2 separate regions of the Mus musculus genome follow, and region 2 is linked to region 1. A link is a contact called in public promoter capture Hi-C data. All regions are on one chromosome and are shown on one strand. The core of a region is the stretch at or near the end of the contact, and the rest is flanking DNA. Distances in the headings are between cores, read along the strand shown. Region 1 holds the start of Fyb2 (FYN binding protein 2). Region 2 has its middle 37 kb from the start of Gm12724.

What was found. Promoter capture Hi-C pulls out the DNA fragments that hold promoters and counts their contacts.
Region 2: a contact with region 1 is called in a promoter capture Hi-C map of the C10 cell line. The contact joins the enhancer-like site here to the promoter of Fyb2 in region 1. A contact is called at or near these places in 2 of 39 promoter capture datasets (the C10 cell line and cranial neural crest), 3 of 484 Hi-C or Micro-C datasets (the AtT-20 cell line, cortical neurons and embryonic fibroblasts) and 1 of 9 other capture datasets (embryonic stem cells).

The regions. Positions count from the first base shown.
Region 1 is chr4:104,910,434-104,915,759 of GRCm38.p6, reverse strand. Fyb2 (FYN binding protein 2) reads right to left here and starts at 2,199. Exons shown (of 20, transcript NM_001162980.2): 1 at 2,070-2,199. The coding sequence starts at 2,078.
Region 2 is chr4:106,197,450-106,202,775 of GRCm38.p6, reverse strand. No RefSeq gene overlaps it. Among named protein-coding and RNA genes, the nearest start is that of Gm12724, 37 kb to the left of the region's middle. Within about 2 kb of position 2,690, at least 66 of the 459 cell types and tissues checked have an H3K27ac peak or open chromatin away from gene starts, as enhancers often do.

The DNA of each region.
Region 1 (5,326 bases), core at 950-3,449:
CCACTCTCTAACTTAAAGTCTCTGTTCAGTTTCTTCTTCATATTTATTGACCTTTGACACTGTGCCCCTTAAAGTGGCAGTCTCCTCGGTTGTCTCATGACCTTAGAGCCTTCTCTGCTTCGAATGTCTGCATTGCATTAGCTACCGTTTAACCCTTAGAGTTTCGCTTCCTTCTCCTTTCTTACTAGTATATAAAGTGTCATGAATGTGTTTTATACAGCTACATAGCTGAGTCTGATCTCGAACTTTTGATCCTGCCTCAGCCTTCCAGGTGCTGGAACTACACTCATGTACCAGTGTGCCTGGCTAACGCAGAGATTTGGGACTATTTGGTTCCTAACTGTATCCATGTATCCAAAAAGGAAACTGACAATACAAAGGAGGTGATATATATATAATATATATTTTAAAATATATATATTTTAAAGGAATGTTCCGTTGGCTTTCTAAAACAATAGATGGATCCTCTCCAGATGAGAAACTACCCATATTTCTCTTTGGGTCCTTCCCCCTCATCTTTCTGAGCAGAGGAAGACGTGCACTGATTTTTCTTGTTCTATAAAATGTTACTAGGAAGCAAATACGTCCTTTGGTACTTTTTGTACATCCTGTCTGTTCGGCTGGAGTAATTAATTCTTGCTCCTGCTGCCTGGCTTAGAGCCGGCTCCCAGGAGCTATGATTCACCAACCTGAGCCTAGGCCCTAGCCCTGTTCTGACTGGTGGTGCCATACCATGTAGCAATAATGTACTGCCCTTCAGCTTCTTCACCTAAAAACCCCAGGGACAATGACCTCCAGGTCTTTGTCCCATCAGGTTGATAAGCAGAAGTGGTGGTGGGCAGTTCGGATGCTGGCTAGCCAGAGAGGGCAGAATGTAAATGCTTTTCTTTTCTTTTCTTTTTTCTGAATCCACAGGCTGAATCAGTTCAGCCTGGCAAGTTGCCAACTCGGAAGAAGGTCCCAAAAGTTGACCAATAGAGGTTGACATGGTGACACCTGCCTGTAATTCAAGCATTTAAAAGGTTGAGGCCAGTCTGGGCTGTAAATCCATACCCTTTCTAAATAAAATAATTTCCCCCACCCCACTAAAGGAAGTAGTTTCTAAACATGGTAGCACCACAAATGGGCTGGAACTGGGGTTCTTGGCTCCCCCTTTCCAAAACTCAACTAACTGAATGGTGTGAACCACCAGAGGTACCAGTGTTGCCAGAGATGCAAGCACCCCTTTAAAACTCCAGAGCAATCCTTGCCAGCCACAGATGAGCGAATCCACCATCCTGACTGTAAACCAAACATCTGGGTGGGAAGTAACACAATTTCAATAGTAAATAACTTTGTTCCCAAATATGTAATAGAGACATGGCACAACATGCTTGTATATATCTGTGAAATGCAAGTCACTAACAGAACAGCAGGGCAAGGACTAGAAGGGATGGGGTTAGCCAGGCAAAATCTCTGACTATGCTAACAGCATCCAGCTGATCGAAGCCATTCAAACCCTCGCGTTGCTTTTGTCAAAACCAAAATCCTCCAGTGTCCCCCTGTGTGGCTCAGACTGGCTTTAGCTTTTCAACACCCCAGCCTCTGGAGCTACCGCAAGCCTGGGCTCTGTTTTTTCATGCACCTTCGGTCTCACTTAAGTGAGATAGATCCCTAGGGCTCAAGGGCATTAGCACTTTTGCCCCAGCCCACAGAGTTCTTAGGGAACAGCGATGTAAAAAATGCCACAGGGCATATCACTTACTACGAGGCTACCTTTTCCCAGAGTCATGCTCTGTCCTTGAACCTGGACACCCATCTGCCACCGCAGAGGCCGGACAGAGAAGGAAAGTCAACAATGAAGTGACAGGCACTTGAACTGTGCCCTGAGTTAGAGAGAGCTCCTCGGGTTCTATAGAGACAGAGGGCACAGGCTGCCTGAGCAAGGCCAGCATGCCAGTTTCATAGCGGGACACCTGACATGTTTGGCCCGGCCCAGGACACACTGGCAGCTCTTTCCCTAGAGCTTCCTCCTTTGGAAGGAACTAAAGTTCGCAAGATTACAGCCCACACGCGAGCGGGTGCCTTACCTCCTCCATTGTGGTCCTCCTAGGCAGCGACTGGGAGACAATGCCAGCTTCCCAGAGTTGGATCCTGGGGCCAACAATGCTCTCGCCTCCGCCAGCCAGCTTGCAGTCACTTCGCCTGTCCCGGAGGAGCTGGAGCCGGGGCTCCTCACCTGCTCCACCTGGGCTGTGGCTCCTCCCTCTCTCGGGTGGGCGGGCCTCCATCCTGCCAGCCGGACCTGCTGCATAGGGGTAGGGGCCGGTGTGTGGGCAGAAGGCCACTGGTCCCGGGCTTCCTTGCCATCACTCCCTTTGCACTGGTTTCATTTTGTGCCTGAGTCGGGTCCTCTCCCATCACATCCCATCTGGGGGAGTTTCTGAGAGCTGAGTACATCTTGTCCCTAAAGTTAGACTGAAAAAAAAAAAAAAAAAAGCTCAGGACACCGTGATCTCCTTTAGTGAGCGCCCTCACCCAACTCCGCCCCTGCTGATGGCTACTTAATTTCACAAAAGCTGCTCAGGGCTCCTAGAAAAGAAAGCTCTTAAGTGTCGCTAAGCTGGCAGGTGCTTTTATTGGGGGGGGGGGGGGGGTGAGCGGAAGCTGAAATAAATTACACCTGTTTTTAAAGACAGGCATGGTCGCGGTGTTTTAAGACATGAATCCCTTTAGCTCTTACAAGTAGCCCTGGAATCAAGTTCAGCTGTCCTCCTTTTAGCAGGGCACTAACTGGAGCTTGGAGAGATGGCCTTAACTAGCTCGGAGTGATGCTGGTAGGATGCTGAAGGAAAGGAGCTCTGATGGACAATGACTCCGGGTTCTGATTTCTTTGCTGTTTCCTGCCTGAGCTGATCCTGGCTGGAAACCCAAACTTCAGTTCCTAGATTTGGGGTGGGGGTGGGGGTGGGGCAGCAGATCTCTCAGCTGTCCTGGGGATTGGAGGTGGGCAGGTGCTCTGATTTATATACGGCCTGCTGAGTTTCATTGCTTTTTATGGACTAAAAAAAAAAATGTTTTTGTTTGTTTGTCTGTTTGGTTGTTGTTTGGTGCAGGTTCTCCTACTCAAGCTGCCTTCAAACTCACATTATAACTTGGAATGCCTCCAACCAAATCATTATTGTTGTCTTCTCTGTTTATAGCCCTGGCTATCCTGGCTATCACTGTGTAGACCAGGTTGGCCTCAAACTCACAGAGATCTATTTGCCTGTGTCTCCCTAGTGCTATGATTTAAGGCATGCACCACCATGCCTGGCTTTCAAAGTCTTAAAAAAGGTCGGTAACCGTAGGCCATCGAGGCGTCCCTGAGACGCTGCAACACTGAGAGGACAGTGAAGGTGTGCTGACTACCACACAACACCCACTGTTGGGTAGGCGAGACATGGGACCAGTACTTTGTCCACTCCAGAGTCACTGTCAGACCCTATGTGAGATACACATTAGACAGCATGCTTCCATGTATAAACACTGGCTCCTCAGACTTCAAGGCTTGAATGTGAACATGATTTTAGCAATAATCAGAATAAATTGTATATATCCCATGATTACCTTAAATACTTAAATTTTATTTTGTGTATTGAACACAGAAATTCATAATAAACAGTATTTATAATGGAAACAAAAAGTCTTAAAATAATAAGATTCCCTTGTCTTGACAGGAGCAGGGGAAGGAGAGTAGGTAGGAAGTACTGCTTGCTTGTCCCCTAAGAGGTAACCGACTGCACGATTTTCACTTTGCCCAGCACTGCTCACAGTCCTTTGCTGTCTTTCCTCAAGGCCAAGGGTCCTTTATGACCTATGCTCAGCACAGCTCTGCGCCCCAGGGGCCATTGGGCCTCCAACATCCCCATGGTCCCAACACAAGGGCTCCCCCTGGTGGCGTCAGGACAGCCTACATGGCCGAGGATAAGCAGGGCTTCAGGGTCTCCTAGAGGTTTCCTTTGGTTTGGCCCTAAACTAGTTAGAGTGGTGAGTCCTAGTGTTTACGAGGTACCTTCATTTAGCTGTTGGGCGTGGGGACTATATTGCCAGTAGGCTTGGCCTCCTCCTCCTTCCCTTGGGCTCTTTTGAATTTCCTGGCCTTTTCCTATACTTACTACGATCTAACTGTAGTTAACATTTAGAAGCTAGGATCTGCATGTGGGCAAGGAAGAGGTAGTTTTATTTCTAAGCCTGGGTTACCAATATAATGTTTCTTACTTCTATGTTTTCCTATGAATTTTATAACTTGGTTTTACTTTACAACTGAATACAATTCCACCTTGCATGTGTAACCCATTTCATTACCAGTTCATCTGTTGATGGACATCTAGGCTGATTTTTGTGTTAAGAGAGAGAAAGAATATGATGTTGAGTGAGTGGAAATGGCAGGATCTGGGCACAGTGGAGAAGGGGAAAGAGTATAACAAAATATATTGTATAATTTTTAAATTAATTAACTCTTCTGTGTGTATTTTGTCTGCATGTATTTATGTGCAGTACAGGTCTGAAGTGCATGCAGAGCCAGAAGAGGGTTGTTTGTTTGTTTGTTTGTTTGTTTTTTATCTTCTGGGACTATAGTTACAGACCACTGAAAGCCACCATGTGGGTGCTGGGAATCGAACCCAGGTCCTTTGTAGAAGCAAGTGCTTTAACTAGCGTCATGTCGCTTGCTCATTTATCTCTTGATGACAAACATCATGACTTAACTGAGGCCAAAGGGATGATAGGGGAAGAGGAAATTACAGAGGCAGAAAAATCCAGTGGGAAAGGGGTTGGGGAAATGGAGATGCCAGGAGGATTACATCAGAACTAAATGTGTATGGACTTTTGGGGACATTATTTCTTCAATAATTATCTATCATTATGTTGTATTAGATATTATAAGTAATAAAAACATTGCTAAGTAAACAGACAAAAGAGAGAGGTAGGAGAGTAGTCGCCTAGCACCATGTATCATCCTGAAAATTATCATAAGATGCAGATGGAAAATACAGTTCCCACTAAGTCCCTCTGTGATGTTCTTTGTCTTTAAAGTGAAGGCCAGCAAGGTTAACTTCAGGACTAACGGCCATCTGAACTCTGGCAAGGTTCTTAGCACTTCGCAAGACCCCACATGCCATTCCTCTTGTCCTCTCTCCTCTTACCTCAAATCACTGTTATCAATGTTGCAATGCACAGGTCACGCCTAGCTACGGGAATGGGGTAGCACTGTTTCATCCTCCACCCTCAACCGCAGTGATCTCAAATTGCTCACAAGCCCCATCCTGTGATTGAGCTGGTCCCAGTGAGTGGGTGCCCAGCTCCA
Region 2 (5,326 bases), core at 1,441-3,940, 1.3 Mb before region 1:
GATGAAAAATCTGTTGAGTGGCTGTACCGTGGGAGGGGCTTTTGTGAAGGGTAAGTACAAGGCTCATTAAGGGGATAATTATTCCTCCCACATTCTTAGCATGTTTTCTTGTTACTCAGCTTTCCTGTGGGGTGGACTCCACAGTTGATTGACAGGCCCAGTTGGGTTAACTCTTAAGGGAGGAGACAATTGTTGTAGTGTTTAATCTTTAGAGCAGATCAGAATGTCAAGTTTTCACCCAGGGCCATTCTTTTGACCACGAGGAAATAGCTTTGATTTAATAGGCTTCAACAAAGCCTTAATCTCTTTATAGTTTTACCTGGTATTTCAAAGCCCAAGGTGTGGGGAAACTGATTTTTACCTTTTTAGTGTTGCCAGGGAAATGGGAAGTGGGTCCCAAGCATAGTCTGAGGTAGGGCTCCATCATTAATGGCCTCCTAGACCACTATAACATTCCTTCCCTCAAGAGCTGAGCTTCTAAAATCCTAGGGGAGTCTGCTTGGAATTGGGAAATAGATAAAGTTCATCTCCACCACGAAAACCCAGAGATCCACTCGAAAGCTGCTCAGAAAGAGGAATGAGTGCCTGGACTGCAGTGCCAGTTACATCTCGGGCACAGTTGCTGGGCATGGTGCTCACTGAGGACCAGAGATGGCAAGAAACAAAGAGCTCTTTTCTGACATGCCAAGCCTGGCAAGAACCAGAAACAGGCCGGACTTCTGAACAAGGGCAAGAGTTAGACCTGCTCACTGTCAGGGTCCCTGCCCCTAACCAGGGTCCCTGCCCCAGACCACACCTGCTCACTGTCAGGGTCCCTGCCCCTAACCAGGGTCCCTGCCCCAGACCACACCTGCTCACTGTCAGGGTCCCTGCCCCAGACCACACCTGCTCACTGTCAGGGTCCCTGCCCCAGATCCACACCTGCTCACTGTCAGGGTCCCTGCCCCAAGTCTACCTATTAGTTTCTATGTATCTCCTGTTCTCATTGCTCTGCCATCCATATGTGTGTTGGAGCATGTGTGCCCCAGGCAGTAAAGTGTAATAAGAACGTTTAAAATGCATAAAGGCCCAGATCCCGTGAGGGCTGTTCACCATGCCTGTCACACATAGGACAGTTCTTATGTAATAGTATTAGCTTCAAAGCAATGCAGGAATTTATATAATAACACCCAGCTATGTAAAAAATAAACATGCCACACACATGAACACAGGGACACACCCATACTATACACACATTCACACCACACATTCATAATATGCACATATACATACACACACACCACACAGACAACACACACACACACACACACATATGCACCCCACATACACTGCTCATATACATACACATACCACAGACACAACATACACCCATACTACCACACACACATACTGCACACACATACATACCCACGCACCACACAGAAGGTGGAGGTGATAGTAAGAGAGGAGGTTATAATAGGAAGCATGAGACTGTTCAGAGTGTTATCTGTTCCCAGAAAGCCTGCAGGCCACTTCATCTTCTGACCCCCAGCTATATTTACTATTCTTTCCTCCTGGTGGCCTCTTCGCAGCACCTAGGCAGGTTGGGAAGAGCACTGTGTGTGTCTGTGAATAGGGACAGAGGGGCTAATGCCATTAGGAGGGGCTAATGCCTTTATTTATCGTTCTTTCCCCAGGCCCCAGAGCAGCACAGAGCCTGGAGTGCAGTGCAGTGCAGGGTGAAAAGCCTGGGTGCAGGAAGGGGCAGGGTGTGCTTTAAGGAAAGCAGAGGCTGGGGCCAAATACCCTGCTCAAGTCTCCCCTCCTCTGTGCTCTCTCACATCGAATCCCTGAGTTTTTAGTTGTTTGCCTTTCTAAGATGCCCCAGCCCTCCATTAGTTAACAGATGTATACGTATATGTATATGTATATGTATATGTATATGTATATGTATATGTATATGTATATGTAATGTGTGTGTATATGTATGTATGTATATCTATGCATATACACATAAATATATAATATAGGTATACACACATAAAGATATACATATATTTGTATATATACATATACAAATCATACACACACACACACACACACATATATATATATGATTTGAGGGCTCCAGATAATGGGATAACAGCTAATAACTGCTGTTCATTGGGCACTTCCCACAGGCTGGGCAGGTGCCAGAGCAGGTTGTGTACCCTTTATGAACTCTCTGGTCTGTTACCAGGCAGATTTCGGGTAGGCCTGGCAGAGGGGCGGAGGGGGCGTTGCACAAGGAGGAGGATGAGTTGCTGCATTTTTCAAAGGTCGTACCTAGGCTGCTGGTCCCAGGTCAGTCTTGGAACAGCAGAGCGTATAGGATTGCAGCTGTTTATTCTGGAGCTGTGCCAAGCAAGCAGGCCACATCTGTGATAAGAAAACAGGCTCACTGCAGGTGGGTGGGACTCACAGCTAATGGCTTTGTATTTGGACTTGATGTGCCTAATTTCAAAGCTCAGGACTTTCTCAAAGTGCCACAACTTGCCAGCGGGGCTCTTTGGGGGGGGGTGTTGGGGTTGGGGGGGGGCTTCTTCACCTCCGGACCCTGGAAAGCAAAGGAAGAGAAAATGATCTCTGTTTCTAAAAGCAAGCCTCGGGCGGGCGGGCTGTGTGCTGGCTCTGTGGAAAGGGTTGTGAGGGATGACTGTCCACTGGAGAGTTTGTCCTTTTCCGGAACGGAACGTGCTGTGCTGGCTTGCTCCCTTCCAGGCCCCAGCCCTGCAGCAAAGGGCTCTCAGTTCCAGCTGCGGGGAGGACCTGGCAGGTCCCACTGTGCTCAGTGGGACATCAGCGGAATAGAAACATTAGCCTTAATGGGAAAGGCCTGTGTGCGGAGGAAAGCAAAGACAATAGCTCCCAACTCAAGCGCTTACAGGCCATCAGCTCCTTTGACCCCTTCCTGGGAGGTAGGAGGAGCTTGCTCTAGACAGTTGGGAGCCAGAGGGCAGGCCTGGCTTGCAAATCTCTTCTTTTGGATCTTCTGGAGCCCGTGCAATACAGCACCGGAGATTTTTGGGGTCTGTAAAGGAGGATGTGGGGGAGATCCAAGCATGTTTTTGATGGAGGGAAATCTGGGAGAGTATCCCTTGGGTTCACATCCAACCACTTAAGAGCTGTTTAGTTATGAGCAGACCACTGGACTCCAGGCAGCATCTAGGCAACAGGTGCGGTAGTGTGTGTTTGTGTACAGATTTATATCAACAGTGGATTTATAGATTCCCTGTTGGTGAATTTGCTTGCTGTTCTAATTTGCTTTCTATTGCTATGGTAAAGACCACGATCTAAAACCCCTTTGGGCAGGAAAGGGTTTATTTGGTTCACAGGTCTCCATCACAGTCCATCACTGAGGGAAGTCAGGGTAGGAACTCAAGGCAGGAGTATGGAGGCAAGAACTGAAGTGGAGGGAGGTCCTGTGTGGAAGGGCACTGCTTCCTGGCTTGGTCTTTCTCATTTGCTCAGCTTGCTGTCCTGTACAACCAGACCATCTGCCCTGGGGTGGCTGGCATTGCTCACCGTGGGTTGGACCCTCCCACAGTAATCATCATTCAGGAGAATGCCACGCAGACTTCTTCACAGATGAATCCGAGGGAGGCATTTTTTTCAGCTGAAAGCATCCTTAGTCACTCTTCTATCGATTCCTTGAGGTAGAGTCTCTCAGTCAAACCCGTAGCTTGCTAATATAGCTAGTCTCTCCAAGCAGCTGGCTCCGGGATCCTCGTCTCTGCTTTCTGAGACTGGAATTACAGCTGGGCTGTCATGTTTACCTGGCATTTACATGGGTCCTGAAGATCCAAACACTGGTCCTCTTGCTTGTGTGACAAGCACTTTAACCACTGAGCCATCTCCCTAGACCTAGCTCCTGCACAGTTAAAGGGACGTTCCCTTTTCTGTCTAGGAAATTCTTCTTCACAGAGAAGATCATTGGACCACTGTTGACTGGCCTGGGTGTCTCGGAGCCCTAGCCTTGTAAGTGGACCTACCATGCTCTCTTTCTGGGTTCTTGTTCTTTCCTTTGTCAAATGGAGATGACCTCATCCTGACATCCTTGACCAAACAAGAGGACCATGGGCATGCTTTGAAAACTGTAAAGTACATGGCATGTGAGAGGTGGTGGTACTATTGCTCAGTGATGGGCCCCAGTCCTGTCATCCAAAAGACCATCTCAGCGCTGCTTCAGCCTGCTTTTCAGCCTTAGTCTGCACTGCTTCATGAGAAAATGAGTTCCATGTGGCTGAGCCCTGAGGTAGAATGAAGAATATTATCTTTTATTTTTTTTATTCCCCCCACCAAAGAAACAGAAGAACAATTCCCCAGCACGTTAGAAAACAAGCTTCACCCCTGGCTGGCCTTTGCCAAACCTGGTGTCCTGGCTTGTGCTGTTACCTGTGGACTCGTTTTGGCCTTTGAAGGTACCACCATAATTTTATAGGAAGACAAAGAGGAGACATTTATTAACGACCTCTTGGGGGCCAGGCAATGTGCTAAGTGCTTTAGGTAAAGCCTTTGTCATCTTTACAGCGGTCCTGCCAAACAGATGTGCTCTCTTCATTTCACAAGGCTAGAGAGATTAAAGAGCTTTCCTATAGTCACACAGACAGTCAGGGGTGGGGCCAGCAAGGGGCATGGGAAATGACGAAGGCAGACGTCCCTGCTGCCCATGGGCTTGGGAGTCGCATGGTTGCATAGTGCCATGTTGCTTTCCTGTTGGTGATCTTGGGCAAGTTACTAAATCCTCAGTCTTTCCAGATGTAGAAGGGATGATGACTCTGGCATGATTGTTGAAATGAACGAATGTACACCCAGCACTTATCACCACCTCTGACTCAGTGATAAGGAGCGATAGAGCAAGACCTTGGACACCCTCATCTGCTGTCTGCACATACACATGGGCGTGTGTGCCCCCTGTACACACGTGCACATGTATCACACACACTCACACATATATACACTCGCTCCCAAGTACAATGTATAAACGGTCCTCTGTTGACAGAGATTAGCATCACTTGTGCTGGGCAAAGGGAATTCATCCGCGGTCCAGCTCCAGCATCACACAGCAGAACAGTGAAGCATGCCAGTGCTGTGACAATGAGCTGATGGACGTGCTAAAACCAGGTTTATGTGTGTCCCACATCAATTCTACTGTAATAACACACTTTCTACTTTTGGCTTTCCTCTCTTTAAACTGGCAATGGTATTTACTTTGGTCATGGGAATTCTGTTACCTTATTTTAATAAGCTAATGCTGTGGCTTTCCCTGCCTCCAGGGATTGTTGGCCTATATCGGTCCACGAGGGCA